Regions from separate parts of the Sus scrofa genome. Here region 1 is linked to region 2. The links are chromatin contacts, called in public HiChIP or PLAC-seq maps. All regions are on one chromosome and are shown on one strand. The core of a region is the stretch at or near the end of the contact, and the rest is flanking DNA. Distances in the headings are between cores, read along the strand shown. Region 1 holds the start of TM9SF2 (transmembrane 9 superfamily member 2). Region 2 holds the start of GPR18 (N-arachidonyl glycine receptor).

The links. HiChIP or PLAC-seq counts read pairs in DNA pulled down with a chosen protein or histone mark.
Region 1: an H3K27ac HiChIP or PLAC-seq map of alveolar macrophages shows a contact between it and region 2. The contact joins the promoter of TM9SF2 here to the promoter of GPR18 in region 2. A contact is called at or near these places in 1 of 47 Hi-C or Micro-C datasets (subcutaneous adipose tissue) and 1 of 2 datasets of contacts at active chromatin or transcription factors (alveolar macrophages).

The regions. Positions count from the first base shown.
Region 1 is chr11:68,402,845-68,409,891 of Sscrofa11.1, forward strand. It overlaps TM9SF2 (transmembrane 9 superfamily member 2), which reads left to right and starts at 4,990. Exons shown (of 17, transcript XM_021065854.1): 1 at 4,990-5,862. The coding sequence starts at 5,692.
Region 2 is chr11:68,189,577-68,196,215 of Sscrofa11.1, forward strand. GPR18 (N-arachidonyl glycine receptor) reads right to left here and starts at 2,046. Exons shown (of 2, transcript XM_003131059.4): 1 at 1,452-2,046. All of the region lies in intron 5 of UBAC2 (ubiquitin-associated domain-containing protein 2), which reads left to right. It also overlaps the pseudogene LOC102161879.

The DNA.
Region 1 (7,047 bases), core at 3,740-6,239, 220 kb after region 2:
GAGCAAGGGCAGGGACCGAACCCGCAACCTCATGGTTCCTAGTCGGATTCGTTAACCACTGCGCCACGACGGGAACTCCAAGACTTTATTTTTTTAATTTTTTATTTTTTTGTCTTTTTGCCTTTTCTTGAGCCACTCCTGCGGCATATGGAGGTTCCCAGGCTAGGGGTTTAATCAGAGCTGTAGCCACCGGCCTACGCCAGAACCACAGCAACACCAGATCTGAGCCACGTCTGCGACCCACACCACAGCTCACGGCAACGCCGGATCCTCAACCCACTGAGCAAGGCCAGGGATCAAACCCTCAAACTCATGGTGCCTAGTCAGATTCGTTAACCACTGCGCCACGAAGGGAACTCCCCTGTCAAGACTTTAAAAACAGACCTATCACTAGGGTGAATTTACATTAGCCACAGACACTGAAATTGATGGGTAGATAAAATTATTATTTAATAATTTTTTTTAAAAAAACCAAGAAGAGTCAGAAAAGGCAAAGTTACATAGAGTCCAGAAGTAGATTAGTGGCTGCCTGGAGCTGTGTGGAAAAGTGGGTTAAATGTTAAAGGTCCTTTTATTTGGAGCAATGTTCTAAACCTGTATTATGGCAGCAGTTGCATAACTCAATAAATTTGCTAAAGCCCACTGAATTGTACACTTAAGTAAGTGAATTGCGTGGTATGTAAATTACACATCAATAAAGTTGTTAAAACAACAACTCCAGGGGAGATCAGCTACATGAATCCAGCAAATGTCCTCTCTCTGTAAGCAAACTACATGACCAGCCACCCTGTAAGCAGAAAGTGGGTTAAGGCATAAATTCAGAGCAAGTAGAACTGGCTATACGATTAAAACACCTCCGTTTACATCTCAGAGATTACAACCATTGCAGGTGTGGAGTCTTTATACTTTGGTGTTTGCCTCTGTCGCTTTCATTTTTCAAGGTTTTGCTGGCCAAATAATCCTTCTTCTGGTTACCTCTCCTACTTTTGGCCTATACATCAAATCATGTTGTCCTGGGAATCATTTTTCATCTTAAAACTTCAGATACCCTTGGCTTTGAGCTACCAAGGGTTGTGTTTATAGCCTAAGGGCCACTTTTATTTCTAAGTTCTGGTGTTTTTGTCCACAGCAGTGCTGGACCTGAGCCACATCTTTGACCCTTACTGCCTCTTGCCACAATGTGGGCTCCTTAATGCACAGAGCAAAGCCAAGGATTGAACCCGCATCCTCATGGATACTAGTTGGGTTCTTAAACCACTGTGCCACAAGGGGAACTCCCCAAGTTACAGTGTTTAGACTGGGAGGAAAAAGGACTATGGTGACTTTTGGTTCCATGAACTATCACAATTTTATATCAGAAATAGAATGGCAATGAGGTGATTTTTATCTTCTAGAAAATCACTACAGGCATGTAATGAGCAGACTACAGTTATGCTTCCTGCACTGTGTCCAGAAGCTGGGTTGCCAAATAAAACATATGCATGTCCCATGGAATATTTGGGACATACACAGACAAAAAAATGATTCATTGTTCATCTGAAATTAAAATCTAACTGGGCAGCCTATGATTTCACTTGCGAAGAAATACACAGAAGCCATGGGAAATTCAGAAAAACAGCTGTCCAAATAATTTTGGCATAAAGCAGTGGAAAAAATAAACACCGGATTTTTAACAGCTTTAAATGGAGCCAGCAAATGCTACTGTAGCAAGGGAGAAGATCCTGTCCCTCAAGTTTTACGGCCGAGTCAGAAGTGTTATTTAGTCCTTGGAGAAAGGAAGCGTCACAGTCAAGGGGAGGGTGGAAGGAAAACTTCATTTCTTCCTAGTTTGGAACTAGAATCCTCACTCAGCCCTTCTGCGTGGCAGCGCCCAGGGAGGAGGCGCCCACAAGCCAGGGATTCCATTTTGCCGCCTGGGTGAGGGACAGAGCAATGTCGCCACGCCAGATTCCCGGTACCTGGGTGCCACCTGCCCCAGGTAACAGAAAGAAACCCTGGCAAGGCTGGATGCGGAAGTAAGGAGTCCGCCCCGCCCCGCCCCGCGGCCGAGCTCCGCCCCCGGCCCCTCCCACCCGGCCCCGGCCGTGCGGGATGACGTGTCTGAACTCTGGAGGCGGAAGCGGGGAGAAGGTCGCCAGGGTAGGGGTTGGCGAGGCGAGGCTGGCCGGCCCTGCGCACGCGCGATCGGCGCTGGGCGGCCCGGGTTGCGTCTGAAGTCCGGAGATCATTTTTATTGAGAAAGAACTCCACTTATCCGGGTTTTTGCTGATGCTGAGCTCGGAGGATCGAGGGGGCGGCGAGATTTGGAAGGACCCACCCCCCGCCATAGACTCCCCGGCTCCGTCCGCTGAGTCTCAAGGAGTAACCGTTTGCGGGCGCTCAGTCCGCCTTCTTTCCTCTGTCAGTGGAAGAGGTTAAACGCATCTGGAAAACCTCAGGTTTATTTCAGCGCTCAAAAGCCTTCGATTCTGAATTCAGATCTAGAATTTATATGGTCCAGCCGGTACCAAACCTGCAGTACTTTGTAGTTACTTGCTGCTCTTGTCTCCTTTATGTGCCGTACGCTGCTCTAGGCTCTGGGGTGCAGAGACCAGGTCCTTACTCCCCCGGGGTGTACGTATAAACGAGGAGTGAGGCAGTAAACAAATAACCACGTTAACTCCAGGTAGTGATAAAGTAGTGAGGAGTGCCTGGGGGGCGGGTTAAGCAGAAAGTAGAACGGAGGGATTTAAAGATTTAAGATCGCTTTGTCAAGAGTGCAAGCTGAGAGGCTATTGCATTTAGTACAGGTTCAAGAGAACTACGATTTTGGCTTGAACTAGGCTGTAGCTGTGGACATGGTAAGTACGGAGGATTTAGTCTAGTTCAGCGGTCCAGCAAGCACAACTTGTTGAAGGACTGTTTGTGGAGAGTGAAGGAACTTGAAATTTAGGTTATCTCCCAGGTTTGGGGCCTGAGAAGCACGGGGGCGGGGGGTGTGTCAGCAGTGCCCTTTCTTGTGTGGGGGGGCACTGAGATAGTGAAGTTCAAGTATTTAGTGGTACTGGATAAACAGAAGGTAGTGAACAAAAAATGTTGGCGTTCTTGTAACTCAGCTCAGTGGAAAAGAACCGGACTTTAGTATCCATGAGGACACAGGTCCGACCCCTGGCCTCACTCAGTGGGTCGAGGATCCTCCTACCTTGCTGTGAGCTGTGGTGTAGGTCGCAGACGTGGCTCGGATCTGGCGTTGCTGTTGCTGCAGTGTGGGACTGCAGCTACAGTCCCGATTGGACCTCTGGCCTGGGAATTTCATGCCACAATTGCAGCTCTAAAAAGCAAATAATAATAATAATGTTAATTTTATTCTGCTACCTTTCTAAATGGAGAGAAACATCGCTTCCTCGTATTATATTAGAAATCTCTATGACTTCAACAATAGAATATTATAAATTCTTTTTCCCTAGACCAAATACATTGGGCAAATATATTAATTGTTTGCTCAAAGGAGAAGTGACCTAAATACAATCCAACTGCTCAGGCCCCCCAACCACCCCCACCCCCTACACCTGCAGTTTCTATTATAACACTTGATGCCTTTCCTCTGTATAGTGCTTAACCCTTGCCCCTTAATCTTCACAACCACTTAAAGAATATGGTGTTGACTGAAAAAAATGCACCACCTTAAAGTTGAGAATTATGTTTTATCTGGCGGACAGAATTGAGGACTTAAGCCTTTCAGATAGCTTTGAGGACTGCTCTGAAGAGGCAAGGGAGAAGCCAGGATATAATGGCTGTTTTTGCGAAAGACCAGGTAGTAAGAACTTTAAAAGATTACGGTTAAAGAAAATCAGACATCTTGAGTTAATTAAATTTAGCACTGTTCTTTGTATGGGAAGATGCAGGAGTCTGGCCTCACTGGAAATACTCCTTCAGTATGCGCCTTAGCTATCCAGGACCAGTATCCTGCTTTTCCCCATCCGGAATCCCCTCAGGGTGCACAGTTGGCGGTAGCTGCAGTGGCTGAGGGCCTGGCAGTTTGTCTCCATCCTGAGTTCCCTCAGGGCTCACTGTCAGCCGGGGCTGTACTGTCTTCATGGCTGCAACATCCTCTGATGACGGATATGGCAGGTACCATTTTTCATTCGCAATGGACATCCTATTATACTTCCTGGGACTTGATGATTTAACTTGCTCAAGGTCCCCATAAGTTAATAGTGCTGTTCCAAAGCTGGAGTTCTTAGTGGGAACTATCTTTGCGAGCATGTTCTGCTTACTCCCCAGCATAGAACAGTGGTCCTTAGCCTTTTTTGCACATAGATTCCTTTGAAAATTTAATGTTATAAACTGTCCAGGAGAAAACGTGCAGATACCCACAAGAATTTAGATAGGATTGCCTGGGGCCCCACAAATTTCTGAATTGTCCATCTAGTAAACGTGCCCCTGTTTGATTTCTCAGCTGAAGTACTTCTGGGTTGATTCCTTGCTAGAAAGTCTACATGAATACCATCTTCTGAAGTATTCGATTGAACTCCAAGGTTCAGCTGAATTGACTTTTTAAACAAAGACTGTCCACCATTCCATTTCTACAATGATCAAACCAGTCCCCCACCGACAGGGTGCCCTGAGGGGAATTCAGGATGGAGAAAAACGGGAGTATACTGTGCTCTGGATACTGACCCTGGATAGTTAAGAGGATATCTAGGGAATAATTTCAGTGAACCCAGATTCTTGCATCTTCTCATACCTAGAAAAGCACTAATCCTTAACTTGAGATGTCTTTTCTTCCTGATTATCAGTAATCTTTGATTTTTTTTTCCATATATATTCTGGCTTCTCCCTTACCTCTTCAGAGCAGTTGCTCAGAGCTTAGAGGCTGTCTCCCTCGCTACAGTCCTCAGTAAATTTCCTGAATAAAACTTAACTCACAACTTTTGTGCATTTTTTTCTCTTCTCCCTCTCTCTGTTTTTTTTTTTTTTTTTTTTTTTTTTGGTCACCAAAAGCAAGTTTCAGAGTTCCTCGGGTGAGAGACCTGGCATGGTCACTGCTGTGGCCCCTGTTTGATCCCTGGCCCCCAAAACTTCCACATGCCTCAGGTGTTGCCAAAAACCAAAAAACACAAGTTTCTCCCTGAAAAATACTCAAAAAATGCACTGCACAAACAAATCCGTCTGTATACAGCAAAGAAGGGCATGGCATCACTTCAATAGGAAAAGCAACAGAGACGTGCTCAAGGATGATGATACCAGATTCCTATTTTGCTGGAACTGCTTTGCTTACTGGGGTGCGGAAACCGCGGGAAACTGAGACAAAGCAGAAAGCTTGCGGCGCCGGCGCCGGGCCCCAAGGGAGCTCTAGATCGGAATTTGGAATCGGAACGTGAGTGCTGGAACCTCCCTCACAGCAACCACTCCAGCCGGACCGCTGAAAACCTGGAAAGTGGATTTCCTCCACTCCGGCTCCCGGAAACTCCTGGGGGCGCCTGCGGCCGCTCTCACTGAGCATGTGCAGGCGGCGTTGCGCATGCTCCGTCGAGGCCCGGTTCGGTTTCTGTTGCGGAACCCGTGGTGTCTCCTAGCGCAACCGGAACTGTCCGTCGCGGGGCCGGCCTCCCTCAGCTCCGGCGGCCTGGTCCTCGTCTCCGAGCCTCCCCGTCCCTCCTTCCCTCTTCACCCCCGCGGCTCGGCTGCCCTTTCCCCGGAACAGCCGTCATGAGCGCCAGGCTGTCGGCGTCGTTTCCATCTCGGTGGCCGCGGCTGTGGCTGCTGTCGCTGCTCCTGCTGGGGGCCGCCCCGGGCCCGCGTCGGGGCGCCGCTTTCTACCTGCCCGGCCTGGCGCCCGTCAACTTCTGCGACGTAGAAAAAAAGAGCGACGAGTGCAAGGTGGGTGCGGCCTGACGGACCCCCGGGTGCATTGTCGGAAGGGGAAGCCTCTCCGTGCCTGGGCGGCCGGGGCCCGAGGGGAAGGGGGCGTAGCAGTGGGTGCGGTCCAGTGTCCCCAGAAGCGCTTGGGGTTGGCGCGGCTGTGCGCCGGAGGCTCCGGAACGGCCTGGTAGCGGGGTGGATTCTGCAGGACTCGGTGGGCCTCGGGCTCTCCTCCCGTCTGGCCGAGAGCTAGTGTGTGTGCAGCTGTCCTGAAACGGGGACTGTGCGTGTCCGGCGCTCCCTTGGAGTTGGATGCGTGCAGGTCAGCGAGCGTTCCACGAGTTGGGGGTGTTCGCTTACAGCCCGGTCACGCTCTGCAAGGAAGGGGGCGGCCAGGTCTTCCAGCAACTTTTAAGTTCATTGCTGCCAGTTTGCTACTTTTCTAGAACTCCTGGTTGGTTACGAGCTCGTTCTTTCTAGGTTTTTGGCATTTTAAACCTCACGATTAGCGATTACTTCCTTATTTGTGGAATTTAACACCCAGAGCCGCGTAAAGTGCATTAATAAAGAATTGCTGTGATGGTTGACATAGTTAATTTCTACCTTTGAAGTGTAAAAGATTTTTTAATATGCAGAAGATACATAAGATGACGCTGTTTAGTTCTCTGAGGTTGTTTGAAACACTTAAAAGGAGCAGACCACAGGAGAAGCTGGCCTTTTCTTCTAGGGTAAACCTTGAAAACTTTGACCTCTTACGACCTCAAACTCAAGCTTTTCACTTTAACCACTAGTAAAAGAGAAATAAGTAACCTGCTTCTAGATTATTGGGCATAGGGCAGGACAGGAAACATATACAATTATTTTGGATTGCTAAAACTTAACATTTGGGGCATGAGAATTTCTTTGAAACCATTAGTAATTTTAACAATTCAAATAATCGTTTAGCAATCTTTTACAATCTATAAATAGGTTTATTTACTAAGTTTGCTTTTTTTAAAGCTGGTGTTTATTTTATTACTGCTAACTTTACTATAGCTGTGAATTTTGAGCTTATTTTAGGGCACTAAAGAAGCTATTAAATTTTTTCATGGCATTTTACAGTTTCTGTTTCAAAACTTGGATCTCTAAAAATGTCTAAGGATATTTATGGGTTACTCAACAGTTAGCACTTGAATACTGTGGCTCCCATACACTTGCAGTGCA
Region 2 (6,639 bases), core at 796-3,295:
ACACATACACATTACTTTCATGCCTTCATTCTGCCTAGATGCAGAAGCGTACATATTATTTGTCAAATTTAATTTTTAAAAAGGACTATCAAAGACAAGTAGTTATTAAGTCAGTCGTTGACTTTATGTGTTTGCAGAAATTAATTCCCACCCCCACGTGTCCATTTCCAATGGAAAGGAATCCGGTTGTGATTGTAAATATCATTAACCCCCCTCAGCGTGAAACTTGCATTACTCAGAATGCAATGCCAGCAACGGTGGTTTTAAAAATAGACTCGCTACAAAGAGATGGAACCTTGAGGCAACCTCGTTGAAATATGGAGGTGTTAAGAAAAGTTTCCTTCAAAAATGTCACTTTGCAGAATGGTCTCTCTCTGTCTCTCTCTCTTTCAGCCTGAATCTCTCTTTAGTGAAAACTGTGGGCGGAGATTAGCCATCTGGTCAGTGGCATCATGGGCTGTTGGTAATTTAGAATTAACTCGAGCAACTGCTGTGGATAAACGCAAGATAAAAATTTGTTTTCTTCTCCCTCCCTCCCTCTTTCCTTTCCTTCCTACCTTCCTGACTGTGGTGAATTTGCCAAATATTTAGGGTTAAGTATGATTTTGGAGTAGAATTCTATATATTTAAAAGCATGTATTAATTAAAATTTCCAAATATTGGTGTGAGTAGAATATTAATTGCTATCAAATGAGAAAAATATTACATAGAAAAATTACATCTCCAGTATCACACAACGGAAAATAAATTTAGAGACTTGACTCTTTAACTTTCAGTGAAATTTTAAATAGTAGCAATGGTAATGTAAATGACATTTGAGTCCTTTTTCCTCTTTTAATGTTGTATCAGAACTCCCTCCACCCATTCTAATCTCCAGATTTTGTCGCAGAAATTCCTTACTTACGAATCATTTTTAAATAAATCTTTTCTCCTCATTGGGCTCAAATTACTTTTTTGTCACCAACAGTCATGTTTATTTGCTTAGGGTTGAAAAAAATATTTGTGATGCATGTGTTCTAAAGGCATTACCAATGCAAGTTGTACTCAGAGCACATAAATTTTTGGATAAATTGAAGCAATTGACTGTTAAGCCAGCATTTTAAAAGCTTTAGATTCCATGATTAGCTATAGCCTTCTCTTAAAAGCCTTTAAGTACGTTTTGTGAAACAATGTAATTGAAACCAAGTGACAAAGACTCCCAGAGATGTTGAGGGTTTTTCATACCGGCATTTTCTTTATGTTGAAAAAGATTACATTTACTATTAATGTAAAACAGGGTTGAAAATAAATGAAAAATATCAGTAATGCAGGAAGACGACAGTATGACCCATTTGAAGATCCTTCACCAACATACTTTGGTAACGTATTAAAATAAAACAAGTGTTTCGAGATTTAGTAAGTACAGCATTACTTCTGATAATCTGCGATGAAGTTAATGAAATGTTACTCACCTCCTGTCCATCAAAAGGCTGTGTTAGGAAGGTTTTTCAGTACACCCAGCTCTGTAAAAGAGACGTCTTTGAGTCGCTTGTGTCAAAATAGCTTTCTAGAAATGGTGTATTTAAGAAATGCTATATTTCTTTTGTTTTAGGATCTTCTGTTGCTTTAAAAAGTTGTTTCAAATATAATACTCGGTAGGAGTTGGTACTTGTTCAGCTGTAATTGCTGCTTTGTCTCTTTCAGGAAGTACTCTGTGAAATAAGGCTTTTCAGCTTATGACTTTACCCTGGATGTGGTTTTTCTCTTTCACAAATGATTTGTTTATGAAGTCATGCATAGCATAAGCTCCCTTTGACATGATGGCTTATATTTAAGAGGATCATACAAAAAGGGAGAAATGTCTTCAATTTGTTTTCCTTTGGTGCTTAAAGTCTGCATCATCTGTTGAAAGAGAATGAGATTTGATGTTGACTAGGATGGAATTGTAGTATAACTTCTTCACTTTCTAAGCTGTATGACTTTGTCTAATCACTTAAGCGCTCTGAGCCTTTGTTCCTATGTAGTTCCTATAGAGCTAAAATTGAGATAATACCCATCTGATAGGATTATGAGAACATTAAACCAGAAAAAACCAAGTGCTAGCCTGGCACTTAGTAGGTAACCCCCGCCCAGACAGTTAACCCTTTACTATAAAATTCTTAGAATCATGGAACACTTTTTACTGCCAAAACCCTTCTTTTTTTCTTTTTCTTTCTTTACAGCTGCACCTGTGTCTAGGGATCTGTGCCACAGCCACGGCAACACCGGATTCGAGATGCATCTGTGACTTTACGCTGCAGCTTGTTGCAAATGCCAGATCCTTAACCCACTGAGTGAGGCTGGGAATTGAACCCACATCCTCCCGGACTTACTGTGTCGGGTTCTTAACCCGCTGAGCCACAAAGGGAACTCCAAAACTGTTTCTAAATGGTTACATTTGTAGGATCCAATTATTTGTTTGCTTCTGCTCTGCATGTGCATTTATCTCCTTTAGTTCACTTTGCTTTTTTTAAGTCCCCTGTGCTTCAGATCCCTTTTCTGTCACAGGAAGTCTAGTAGTAATTCCTTTTGTGTAAGTGTCCCTACACATTGCTAAGAAAGGACTCTGAAAGTCTTCAGTGGAGTAATTTACATATTGGGAGTGTTTTAACCTAAGAAGGAAATGAAACCAGTGAAAAAGGAAGTGAGAAACCCAGTCATCGCTTGCCTAATAATTTACTTTTTCTTAAAAAAAAATTATGATTTCATTTGCGTGTTCTAAAATTTTAATTATCTTTATATTTGATTTTGTGTGGTTTGTCAACTTGTAAAATGTACATGAACTTAACTGGTTTTTTAATTTAAAAGTTTGAGAGCGCGTGCTCTTTTTCTTCCTCAGATAAAACCGTAGTAAGTTTGTGACTTAGACAAGTTAAGTATGTATGTGTCTAACTGGGTTGCTTTGCTGTATAGCAGAAACTGACACAGCATTATAAGTCAAGTATAATAAATTTTTTTTTAATTTTTTAAAAAAAGGAAAGAAAAATTAAGTCCTTTCCTGTGGTGATTAGAGTACTTTTGATTGTGACAATGCCAGAATAATAGGTTTTAGAAGCTTGGGCAGCCACCAGTGCAACCATTTCTTGTGTAGATGAGGATTCCAGGCAGAGAGGGCCGCTGATGGGTGACTTCCTGAGGATGCCAGACAGCAGGCCCCGCCTCCTCAGGTGCCAGTCCAGTGCCCGCCCCTGCCTGCCCCAGCTGCCACGGTGACTTCCGGTAAGGGGACTACATTGATTTTTTTCACGGGACCTGGTTTGCTCCTTGCTGAATTACATTAATCGATTTTTTGTTCGTAGAGTTTTGTTTCACATGTAGGATAGGAGTTTGATTTTTCCCTTGGAGATTGGGACCTCTTATGTACAGATCCCATCTCTTCATTACTTTAATTTTTCTTTCTTTGTAAAACTAGGCTGTTTGAATTTTTTTTTTTAAACACTAGAATGAATAGTTTCTTGATGACAGCAGACTTGTAAGGCTGATTGGTAGTATTCAGAACCATCAGACTAATGGTTTGCTGATGGTGTGTAGTCCTCAGTAATTATACGCAGTTGTCTGTAAGTAATTGCTGTCAAACCAGTTATGACTGCATTTATGCATCCATCATTTTCAGGATTGTTGGTAACCTGGGCATATGTTCCCCAGATGACCTTGCCTCCTTGTGTCACGAGGCCCAGCTTGCTCATGCTCACCTCAACGACAGTACCTTTGGTGATAACCCCCAGAGTTGTATTCGGTGGCGAAGAGGGATTCTTCTTTACACCAAGTACTGGCAGGCAAAAGGCGGCTTTCCGGGTGTGTTGCATGGGCCTCCTTGAGACGTGAGCCCGTTGGCCTAATGAGTCTTTCACATTGGGTGGTTTTTGAGTAAAGCGTCTCCAGCAAAGCACACCTCAGTGACCATCCTCTTCGAGGCTGTCGTCTTTCTTTCTCCTTCCCGTTCGAATAACTTTGAATACTTCTCTTTCTCCCTGGGCACAAACGTTGGGCCAAGGGACTTCCCATTTTCCTGCTTTCTCTTTTCGGTTTTGTTTAACCATATTAGAAAGCACTCTAGCCTGAGACTGTCCCTCTCTGTCCAGTAGACATGCAGGGACTTCGCCTTGTGGAGTCTTCTCCTCATCCTGCTGTTTGGTGTTTCTCTTTTCAAGCATCTTCATAGTTCTCCTCATCTCTCTTTTCTCAGCATGGCGCTGTTTATGGTGGAGCTTAGCTTTCAGACCAGTCATCTTTTTTTGCCTTCATTGACCGGTCACAAACCTCTCTCGGCCTTCCTTCTTCTCTCTTTTCTCGTGGTCATCCAGACGGTATCCATCGCGCTTACGGTGTAACCCAAGATGCTCGTTTTGTGGCATGGTGACAGCCGCCGAGCCACCCGGCACAGCCGCGGGCACGAGAAGAAGCTCTTAATTTTCAGGTCTCAGAGATTCATGATCCGAGTCCACGCCGCCCTCAACAGAAAAGGCCATTGCCTTAATTTCATAGAGCCTGTAACCAGTCTTCTGAAATCAAGTGCCGCTTAGTGTTCCCTGTGCTGCTCAAGTAGACAGAGTGATGGCGTCTGTCTTACTAAGTCTCGTAAAGACTCACCAGTGCCCCTTGTCTCACTCAGAGAGAAGCAGCCAGGGGCCCAGTTTAGGGCGGTGCCAGCCTCCTCTGCATGTTAGCCACACGGGGACTTTTACTCCCGGCCGCTGTCCCACCAGCCCGTCACATCCCTTCCCACCCATTCCTTCCCACCGCATTCCCATCCCTTGGCTTGACCGGCTACTTTTTAAAGTTTTAGTTTAAATGAAGTTTTTCCTGACCTCTGAAGCGAGTTGGTTCTGCAGCCCTGTAAGGTTTCTTAGCCCTGTCGTGGCCCGTGTTTGTAGTCTCATTGTGTATTTGCTTGCCTTGCATCCGCCACTGCACTGAGGTCCTTGGGCGTTTGTGTGCGGTGCATGAGTACATCAGGCCTTGAGTCGACCCTGGAAATTGAGTGAATACTGAAAGAAGGTGAGGACATGGAGGGTGGAGGGCGTTGTGGCAGTGGAGCCCAGTGTCGGCATCAGGGCCACTGTGACCTGCCAGTCAAGGCAGACAGGACACAAGGGCCCGCCCAGCAGTGACCCCTCCTCCTCTCCATGACGCTGCAGCACCCGGCACTGCTGTGTTCCTGGCTTGTCCCGGGAATTTTATGTTGGAAAAGAATTTCAGTTAAAAAAAATTCCTCCCAGGCATTTGGCAGCAGGTCAGTAAACAGTGGATCAAGAATTAAACTTTTATAGTTTGCTTCTTTAATACTTGAACCTCATGGATTTGCTTACTCAAATAGGAGAACTTGCCGTATTCGGGGACCATTCATGCAGCTTTAAATTTCCTCACTTATTTTGGAATATGGTGGAAACATTTTCCACCTTGCAAAAGAGGGATTTCACAGCTTTCCCTTCACTTTGAGAAATCCTCTGTGTGAGCTCCATTTTTGAATTCTGTTAAGATGTTAAAAGCCCTAAGTCAATTTTTATTTTAGCACTCAAGCCCAGTTTTAGGGTGAATATAATTTAGTTACTCCAGTTTTATAATTATTAGAAAGGATGTAGGTAATAGACCCACACAGTAACTCCCATTGTAAAAAGATGCTCTTAGAGCAGAGATTTGTCTCTGCCCCAGATAAATTGTATTTCTCCTTCTTCACACATTTCTCCCTGCCCGGCTGATCCTGTGACGAGAGGACCAGGCAGGTCCTGTTTATGTGTCCTGGCGCTGGTGACCATCAGCACACACGCCCACAGCGGCTGGGCGGCAGCCAGTCCCTGGAAGGAAGAGGTGGTGAGGTTGCGGGAGCCCGAACTAGGCCGAGAGTCAGCATTTGGCCCTGATGGCCTCTGCCTTTGATGTGGGAGCTTTGGTCCCCACCTCTTTCTTTTTTCAAACTCGCACCTAAACTGCCTGCTCTTTATTTTTAGGGCGCAGTCATGTTGAATAGTGATTTCTGGATAAAGAAGATTGAGATACTGTTTGTCTAAATCTGTTTTTTTTTTTTAAAGTGACAACTTACAGCTATAATCTTAGAGCCAAATGAGTATGAAGCTCCTTTCCACTTGTTTTCCTGAATTGTGTTATAAGTTCGGCATTTGCCACATTCCTGTTCCTTGACAGTTTTTGTGCAGTTTCACGATTTTACAGACAAATAGACAATCAGACGATTACTTACCTTGCAGCAAACACGTTGAACGCTGGTAATCAAAGCAGTAGATAATTCTAGTTAAAACAGATCTAAATTGACAGTGAGAGTAGTTTCCTAGAGACCTGAGGATTCTCTCACTGAGAGGATCTTAGGAGAAGGCTGCCACGTGGCAGCAAAATCAGTCCTGGGCCCACTGAAATCGTACAGGATGCCAGGCCAAGAGTTTGCAGGGTCATGTTTCACTTACTGACTGGAGGTCCACTCGGGGTCCCCAGGGCACTGATGGAGCAGAACTCTGGTTTTACTGTGATGTACGCAGCCGCCCCCTGCAGATTCTGGGCTCACAGTTAAAGAGACAATACATAGAGAGATGCGTTTATAGGGCAAAATGTCTGGTAATATGCTGAAGGAGCCGTTTAGAAGAACAGAGTCCGGGCTTGGGAATGAAATGA